Regions from separate parts of the Mus musculus genome. Here regions 1 and 2 are each linked to region 3. A link is a contact called in public promoter capture Hi-C data. All regions are on one chromosome and are shown on one strand. The core of a region is the stretch at or near the end of the contact, and the rest is flanking DNA. Distances in the headings are between cores, read along the strand shown.

Region 1 (2,990 bases), core at 67-2,566, 3.5 Mb before region 3:
ACAATACTAACTGTAACAGCTAGTGTCTTCACAACTTATACTGAAAACAGAGTTTTACACTTGGGCGAAAGAGTATAGAGGTCACATTATCAATCAGAGGAGGTACAAATAGCCTCTACGTGATAGTTTATGTCTTGAAATGTTGGGCTCTACTTTCAGGACTCTTGTAACTACAATGGTTCCCAGTCTTCCATATCTATCTCCAACTACAAATGGACTCACTGAACATTTTGTAGCTCTGTGTGTTCTGTTTTTTTCTTTTTGTTTTTTGTTTTTTGTTTTTTGAATCTTGAACTTCCAAATACTAGGGAACGGATACCAGAGACTTTACAGATTTGCATGCTCAAAACACACAGGCTGATTATCTTCTGTTTTCAATTTTATCCCCACTCTTTGGTCTGTGTTAGTTAACAGTTGTAGTTCTGCCAGATTGATAAGGGTTACTCCACCCCTCTATATGCGTTTTTTGTCAATTTTATGAGACATCTTTATTTTAAAATATTTATAGTAATGGGTATTTCAAAGTGATGTCTGTGTACCAAACTCTTCTCATGGAATGTTTTCAAGGGCAAATTACAGAAAAATAAGAATCGACACTTTTCTATGAACACAGCCCAAACATACACATCAAAACAAGGATGTCAATTGTATGTCCGGATAGCTGTTAATAAACCCCTATACTATAATAAATGTCTTAACTAAGTGAACCCTTTTTCAAGTACATGTTAAAATGTGTCTCAATAGTAAACAAAAGAACGGAAAGGCCCAAACTTGCGGGGGAAATACACACACACACACACACACACACACACACACACACATACACACACACACACACACACGCGCGCATATATATATACGGACACATATATATGTACACACAGATATATATTATATACATATATACATACATATATGTATATATATGATATATAACATACATACACACACACACACACACACACACACACACACACATATATACACACACCAGTGAAACTTGTTCCACATAGTGGCTGCAGGAGTAAAATATGTATGTTAGTAGAACAACAACAAAGAAAACAAAACTAAAAAGGGGACTTTAGTGGAAATGAGATGGCTAAATCCCAAGAGGAACCAAAAAACAGTAACAGTAGCTCTTCTAACGTCCAAATTCAAGACAATGACAGAGGCCTTCCCTAACACAGTCTTCTTTACTTGGCAAAGTAGGCCCACTCCATGAAGCCACAAATCTAGCATCGCTGAAGACCACGCCCTTCCTCTCGGCGCATTGCGCACGCCCGGCAGCAGTCACCGGGTCCAGGTCTGAGCGGAAGTGACGCACGCGAAGCTGAGGGGCTTGTGCGTCTGCGCCGGAAGTGCCTGCCAGACAGTAAATAAGCCCAGAAAAAGGACGAAAGAAGCTGTCTCCATCTTGTCGGCACGCGCCGAGCTGGTGACGCGGCGGCGATGGGGAGCGTTCTGGGGCTGTGCTCCGTGGCGAGCTGGGTAAGGCGACCTGGGGCTCGCGGCCCGTGCGAGCTGGGTTTATCCGCCCTCCTCCGGTCTTTGCGGCTCCGCTTCGGGGCTGGAGCCTAGTGAGGGTGAGGCCGGGCGGAGCGGGGCGTCTCCCGAGCAATGGCTTTCTCTCTCGTGGGAGCCTCGGCCGTCGCCGTTCCAGCTCCTTCCTCCCACGGGCACTGAGTTTCTCCTTGTCACCCCGATTCCGGCGACCTCGCACTGCGGCACTGTCATTCCCGGAGGCCTCTTTTGTTCTGACACGCAGCCGCCAGGGAGTCGGGCCCGTTATTTGGGACATCTCGACAAGTGTCGACGTAGTCTTACCGGGTTTTTTTTGTTCTTGTTTTTAATACAGAAGTCAAATTCCCTTACTACGTACCTTTTTCGGTTTTGTTTGCTTTGATTCTTATATTTCCAAATTTATGTTTCTAGAAAAGGTGTTCAGGTCTGTGGGTACTGATTTTTTTTTTTTTTGACGTAAAACATGAACGTGCAATCTGAAAGTTGATGCTATAGGAAGGGTATGTTGCATTTTCGTGAGGCAGTACAATCCTCTAGAACAGTGGCAAGATTTCGTAAACCAGATGGCACAGATGACCCCGTTCTCTAATAGACAAAACATTGGCAGAGCAGTTTATAATAAAAAGCTTCATTGCTTTGGGTGAGGTATTTGGATTCAAATCTTATTCTTTGGCCAATGATTTCTAAGTTTAACTCGGAACAATCTTTTTTAACTAAATCATCCCTTTGTGTATATGTAACCAATGTACTGGCTAGTTTACATGCCTCATCATTTGAAAACTGCTTTGGTATGATATGACGAGAATTATGCTTAGTTTTTACTCAATACTGTTTGTAAGTCCAATGAGCTATTCCCTTATATTTTGCTATTTGCAGTTGGATAAGGAAATTTGACCTCGGAGAGCCTAATTGAGTCTGTTGACCCCTTTATACAGAAGGCAAAATTAAGTGTAGTAAAACTTAATAAATAGGAGCTGGGGAGATGACTCAGCTTGCTGCTTTTGCTAGATTATGGAGTTTAGTTACCAGCACCCACACATTCGGCAGTTCACTGCTTGTAACTCCAGTTCCAGGGAATCTCACACCCCCTGTCTACTCTCCACTGACAGTTGGCTCCCATGGGCACATACTCCCACACATAAGACACATATGCATACACATAACAATTGTAAGTAGTTATTATAAAATGTTTCCTTGGTTTGTTTGTTAGGATGTTGAGTTATTTAATTTGTAATACTAGAATTAGCTTGGTTGTGGTGTGGGCACACAGCAATTCCATTGAGACCATAGAGTTAGAGGGATATGAATTCTCCATTTTATTATTTTCCAGTTTAGTTTTGAGCACTGTTGTTGTTGTTGTTCTCTTTTGTCTTTTTAAGTTTTAAGGAATTTTTGTATATGTGTGTTTTAAGTCAAAATAGCTTTGGAGAACACCATTGGATACATTGCATGACTACATCTACAACTTA
Region 2 (2,941 bases), core at 123-2,622, 3.4 Mb before region 3:
ATTCTATTGCTGTTACCTCCTAAAAGCAGGCAAGGGTGAAAACTAGTTTTAACAACAGAAAAGGGCACAAATGAAACGGAGGAGATAACATTTATTTGACATATAGCTAGGTATTTCCCACTTACTCATCTCAAAAACTGTGAACATGAAAATACCCTGAATAAGTCATCAACTCCAGTAAGAGGAGCCGATCCCCTTCATGAAGAGATTTGAACAATCCAAGCATTGCGAGTCTAGCAAAGGAAAGGCACAAGTGATGTAAAGAATCACTCTGCAAAGAATCTTTGTGTGGAACTGGGGGGAGGGGGTCTTGGGTCACCTAGGCAACGCATCAATCTAACACATAACTTAGACCAGGCAAGATACCGGGCTTGATTAAGGTCATCTTTATTTATAAGGAGGATCTGGATCAAACTGATCAAGGCAACCACAAACCACTATGCCGGCAACTATTCTGTGAAATTTAACGACTCGGTTTTTAACTCCAAGCCGCTAAGTTACTAAGCATAGTCTACAGGCACTTTTACTTGAATTATTTTAAAGAAACGACCCAGTCTCAAAACAATAACTGGGAAATTTCTATGTTAAAACTACATAAATAAAATACATAAATAAAATTTAAAAGCTCAAGGCAAGAGCAGTCGGAGTCTGCACATTTTCCCATTATCATCATAAAAGATCCCAGACGCCAGGGCAAGCAATCCCCGCGGAGGTGATTTCTTTAGATAAGACCTGTGCTCGCTCACTAGCCCGCTCGCCCGCTCTCCCGGGGCTCCGCGACCTCCGCGCCCCGCGGCGAGCAGACGACTGAGGATGAGTGTGCAGAACGCGCCGCCGGGGCCGGTTCCGAGCTCCCCGGGCCGGCGGGACCGTTACCAGGGCGCCCCTCCCCCACGGCGCGCGGCCGGAGGAGAACGGAGCCTGCGGGGCCCGGCTCGCCGCGCACACAAAGCCGGGGGTCCGCGCGAGGTGGGGAGGCCGCGCGCCGCCGCAGGCCGCGGGAGAAGCCGAGCCCAGCCCAGCCCAGCCCAACCCAGCCCAGCCGAGCCGAGCCGAAACGAGCCGAGCCGAGCCGAGCCGGTTCGACAAGGGGGACCCGAGGCCACCGCGTCCCCGACCCTACCTGACTCCAGGTGATGAACTCGTTGGTGTGGGTTTCCTCCACAAGCGTCCACAGCTTGCTGAGGAAAGCCGGCACGTTGGAACTCTGCTTCATTGTTAGCCCGGTGCAGGGATTCCAAATTCTACTACCGAACGCGGAGGTCGCAGCGGCGGCGGCGGCGGCGGCGGCGGCAGCAGCGGCGGTGGCAGCAGCTGCTGCTCCGGGGAACGCACACCACGCAGGCGCGGCGGATCTCGGGCTCCGCCCCCTCGGCGCCGCGGGGCGCGCGGTGAAGGCGGAGAGACCCCGCGGCCGCACGTGATGGACAAGGCTTCGCGCTCCACCCCTGCGCTCTACTCCCGCGCCCGGTCTCAGCGAGTCCAATCCAAGGCTTCGGATGCACTACAGAGCAAAGCGATTGGCTGCTGCCGCGAGGAGGGGTGGGCCCAAGAGTGGTTCAGCCTTCTCTGTTACCTTTTAGGCAGGGTACTCTCTTAGGGAATGATATTGGGTCCAGGGAAACCTTGTTTAGTGGATTCGCATGGAAAGGGTTTGGGTGCACCGGCTGTGGCTGGCAGAGTGCAGAGAAGCCCAAGGGCAGTTGACTCATAAGTTTGACCGGCGAAGAGTAATTTGCTCCAATCTAAAGGAAGGAATACATCACATGGGGCAGTGAGCTGCTTGTGAGCAGATGTGCTAGGCCCCTGGTTGAAACTATCTTAAAGACAATGAGCTTTTCTATACATTTTTCATGGGGAGAAAAATAGCTCATTTAAGGACAGTTTTATCAAAACCTGAAGCATGAATAATAGTTCCCTATTTGTGAAGTACTTGCTATTGTGTGTGTGTGTGTGTGTGTGTGTGTGTGTGTGTGTGTGTACTATTAGGAGCCAGCATCTGTTAAGAGCATCTTATATGCTTTTCTCAACTCAGCAAGCATCAGGTGCCTGTCATAAGCCCAGTTCAAAAGCAACGAGTCTAGTTTTAGAGTATCTGAGTCAAAATGATTGTTCTGCATGTACCTCACAGGGGTTTCCTCAGGCAAAATGTGATTCGGAACAGCTTCTTGAGCGAAATTTCCCATTTCTTCATTGACAATAAGACTTTCTACCCGTGAAGAGTAGCTATAATAACGTGGATCTCTGAAAAAAAGATTTTTTAAAAAACTTTTTTTGTTGTTGTTTTGTTTTGTTTGTTACTTAATAGCTGATCATAGTGTCTGGAATCTGTAAGTCAAGCACTCTGGAGGCTGAGGTAGAACTGTGGAGCAGTGGAGGTCAACCTGGGTTAAATAGTGAGCTCCAGGTATCCTGGGCTAATGGCAAGAAATATAGATAGATAGATAGATAGATAGATAGATAGATAGATAGATAGACAGACAGACAACTTTTTCAGTAAGCATATACTGAACACAGTCATACAGCACTGTTTGGATATATGATGGGGATATATGATGGGGTAACTGTGATTTTAAAAAAAAAGACTAATATTTGATGAGGTCTTATGTGACAAGGGCTTTGCATGTCTTATCCTATTTAATCCTCACAGCAACCCAAAGAGGAAGCTTCAAAGGGTCTGATTCAGGTTGGTACAAATTCTATTCAACCAGTTACACAAAGCTAATCAGAACCAACTCTGTAGCCAGATTCCCAGAGTGGGTTAGCTAGAAGTTTCCAAGCACATTCCAATGCGATGATGGGTTGCTTTACCTCAGTTTGGGAATATTTTCAGTCCCAGAGCCTCACAGAGAAAATGGCAGTGAAAATCCTGCTGTAGTTACAGCAGATAAAGCCCTAGGAAAGCGTTTCCTCTTCTGGTCCGTCACTGCATGCTTACAAA
Region 3 (3,056 bases), core at 312-2,811:
TACCTTTTCGTCATTAAAAGAAAACATTATTGCTTTCATTTTTAGAGCTAAATCTATTACCCTGCTTGGATATGCTGCACTCTTCTGGGCATAGAATTTCATAGCAAGTATCAAAATAATCAAGCTATGAAGTCACATTTATCAAGCCATAATTTCTTATTAACCAGAACTTCTGACTATGTTACTGGCTCATTTTGCACAAACCCAATACACAACAAACAGTGATGGCTAAAAATGATAATTAACATTTAAACGAAAACGACCTTAGGATTTCTGCCTTGGCTTTTTTACTTTATGCACACAGCACAACACCTGGAAACAACTGTGCTGTGGGCACTCTCCTGGAAGTTGCCAGCTGTTTTCCTCTGGTTTAAGACAAGTAAAGGGCACACTTTAAAATCATGTTTCCGGAGAAGGTTGAGGGTAAACAGAGCTGCTACAAACCAGCTTTCAGGAGTGGGAAGTCAGTCAAATTTCCCTCTGGTAACTGTTTCTTTGTGGAGCAACAGGGGATTCATAACACAGTTTGGGAAATGTTTTCTTGTCTCTTCACCCTGAGGCAGGGGGTTCCCAGCCAGGTCAAAATGTAGATCTATGCAATATCAGCAGGGCATTCCAATGGATGTCATGGGAGGTGGAGCCAGTTTCCATGACATTCCATGAGACTGAATACTGCAAGGCTGTGTTGAAAACAATCTCTGTTGGACCAAGTCTTGCCTTCGCTGGGAGTTGTCGCATCCAAGACTTAATTTCAACAGGGTTCAATTTATTGCTTGGAGCTCTGGCAGCATAAAACTGTCTTCTTTGAATGGAAAATTTGACCAACTGCGATGAGGTAAATGAATTTCGAAAGTGGGGGGGGTGTGGGGGAGTGTGGGGGAGTCATACAACTTTTGTTGTTGTTGTTGTTTATTGTAAGGGGAAGAGGGTGTATACTTAGAGCCCCAAGCAGTCCCCAAACCCCAAGTCGCCTAGGATGTAAAAGGCTCTTAACGAGGTAGAGTAGAGAGCTCAAAAGCTTTGTGGAGGAGCCTGGAGACTTTGGATTTGAGAGTTATTGGGCACCGGGGAATCCCTGTCTTGGGTAATAAGGGGTGGCTGGAGAAAAGCCTTCAAAACCACTTCAAAACCACGGCTTGCCCCCGCAATCCCCTGCATGCTCTTCGGGATCGCCAATTTCGAGTACTGGGGCAAGCTGTCGCTACCATATTAGTAGTGGTCACTCGGGGATCCACTACCTTTGGGGCTTCGGCTTGAATAGGTTTTGGGCGGAATAAGCTCGGACCAACTCCGGCTCTGGTCCTCCGGGCGAGTCTTAACACGGCTCCCGGGCGCAGTTCCAGTCCTCGGGAGCCCAGGGGAGCCGCGACCTCCCCGCCTCTGCCGGGTCCCGGAGAGGCAGCGCTTCCCGTAAACTCCCCGCCCCGTGCGGCCCCCTCCCCGCCTCGGCTCCACCCCCGCGGGACCCTGGGAGGCGTAAGATTGGCCCGGACGCGCTGTCACTCTCCGGACGCGTCACCGCCCTCGTTTCCGACCGCTCGGGAGACCGGCAGTGCTATTAGTGCACGGCGGGGCCGCGACGGAGGGCAGTACGGTGCCTGGTTCGCTGGCTCACGCCGGCAGGTCGGTGCGCTCGCTCACCTGAGCCGTGTCCCGGGGCCTCAGAGCCACCCGGCTGTACGCGTGCTACCACCCGCCGGGAAGCGCTCGGAGATGGGCAGCTGGAGAAGTTGACGAACCCCCTACGCACGCGGCGCCCTTGCTGCCCAGAGGTGCGCCGCCCTTGCCACCGAGGTGCCCGCTGTGCTGACCCAGATGTCGCGGGACACCCTGCCTCCGCGGCTGGAAAACTTCACCCCAAGTCCAAAGTGGGCTCTGAGGGTGGTGCCCGCGGCTGGACCCCGGGGTTGCCTGCCGGGATACGGTCCTGCGGATCCCGGGTCCAGGGGAGGGCGGAGACCCCACTGGAAACTTTCTCAGCACCTTCCTAACCACTGCGCTTTTACTGTCTCCTCTCCCCCCAACAGGGGCTGCAGCCAGCGGTTTGCCGCGCGTGCCTGTTTGCCAAAGGAGCCGCCCCGGCGAGGATCGCCGGAGGGGAGCCGCTTCAAGCGGGGAGACCCGCAGCCCAGACACGCGCTCTGGGCGGCCTGGATGCGCAAGAGCCGGCCCCGCAGCCGCTGACAGCCGGCGGCAGCGAAGTTTGGCTGCTGAGCGGCTCGGCGCCGGGCCCCTGGACAGACTGTCAGCCGGCGGCTACAACCTCCGGAGCGATGCCCGTGGGGGGCCTGTTGCCGCTCTTCAGTAGCCCTGGGGGCGGCGGCCTGGGCAGTGGCCTGGGCGGGGGGCTTGGCGGCGGGAGGAAGGGGTCTGGCCCCGCTGCCTTCCGCCTCACCGAGAAGTTCGTGCTGCTGCTGGTGTTCAGCGCCTTCATCACGCTCTGCTTCGGGGCAATCTTCTTCCTGCCTGACTCCTCCAAGCTGCTCAGCGGGGTCCTGTTCCACTCCAACCCTGCCTTGCAGCCGCCGGCGGAGCACAAGCCCGGGCTCGGGGCGCGTGCGGAGGATGCCGCCGAGGGGAGAGTCCGGCACCGCGAGGAAGGCGCGCCTGGGGACCCTGGAGCTGGACTGGAAGACAACTTAGCCAGGATCCGCGAAAACCACGAGCGGGCTCTCAGGGAAGCCAAGGAGACCCTGCAGAAGCTGCCGGAGGAGATCCAAAGAGACATTCTGCTGGAGAAGGAAAAGGTGGCCCAGGACCAGCTGCGTGACAAGGATCTGTTTAGGGGCTTGCCCAAGGTGGACTTCCTGCCCCCCGTCGGGGTAGAGAACCGGGAGCCCGCTGACGCCACCATCCGTGAGAAGAGGGCAAAGATCAAAGAGGTGAGTAAAGCCTGCCTGAAATCCCACTCACGCTGCTGTTTTCTGGGAGGTTTGATAAACGATTGGAACTTAGGACTTCACCTTTATCATGCAAAGGCGAGGGAAGTCATCGCTTCCACCACCGTGCCAAAGGCTACACGTTTTTCCTTTTACTACCTCAGGATAAGTGACCAG

Evidence for each region. Promoter capture Hi-C pulls out the DNA fragments that hold promoters and counts their contacts.
Region 1: a contact with region 3 is called in a promoter capture Hi-C map of pre-B cells. The contact joins the promoter of Serinc1 here to the promoter of Man1a in region 3. A contact is called at or near these places in 3 of 39 promoter capture datasets (cranial neural crest, liver and pre-B cells).
Region 2: a promoter capture Hi-C map of pre-B cells shows a contact between it and region 3. The contact joins the promoter of 4930467K11Rik here to the promoter of Man1a in region 3. A contact is called at or near these places in 2 of 39 promoter capture datasets (frontonasal cranial neural crest and pre-B cells) and 2 of 484 Hi-C or Micro-C datasets (cardiomyocytes and uterus).

What each region holds. Positions count from the first base shown.
Region 1 is chr10:57,530,855-57,533,844 of GRCm38.p6, reverse strand. Serinc1 (serine incorporator 1) reads left to right here and starts at 1,316. Exons shown (of 9, transcript NM_019760.3): 1 at 1,316-1,488. The coding sequence starts at 1,450.
Region 2 is chr10:57,484,784-57,487,724 of GRCm38.p6, reverse strand. 4930467K11Rik (RIKEN cDNA 4930467K11 gene) reads left to right here and starts at 1,372. Exons shown (of 4, transcript NR_045353.1): 1 at 1,372-1,542; 2 at 2,651-2,686. Hsf2 (heat shock factor 2) reads right to left here and starts at 1,340. Exons shown (of 12, transcript NM_008297.3): 1 at 1,124-1,340. The coding sequence starts at 1,216.
Region 3 is chr10:54,074,242-54,077,297 of GRCm38.p6, reverse strand. Man1a (mannosidase 1, alpha) reads left to right here and starts at 1,561. Exons shown (of 13, transcript NM_008548.5): 1 at 1,561-1,772; 2 at 2,028-2,882. The coding sequence starts at 2,274. Gm16998 (predicted gene, 16998) reads right to left here and starts at 1,376. Exons shown (of 3, transcript NR_038016.1): 1 at 445-1,376.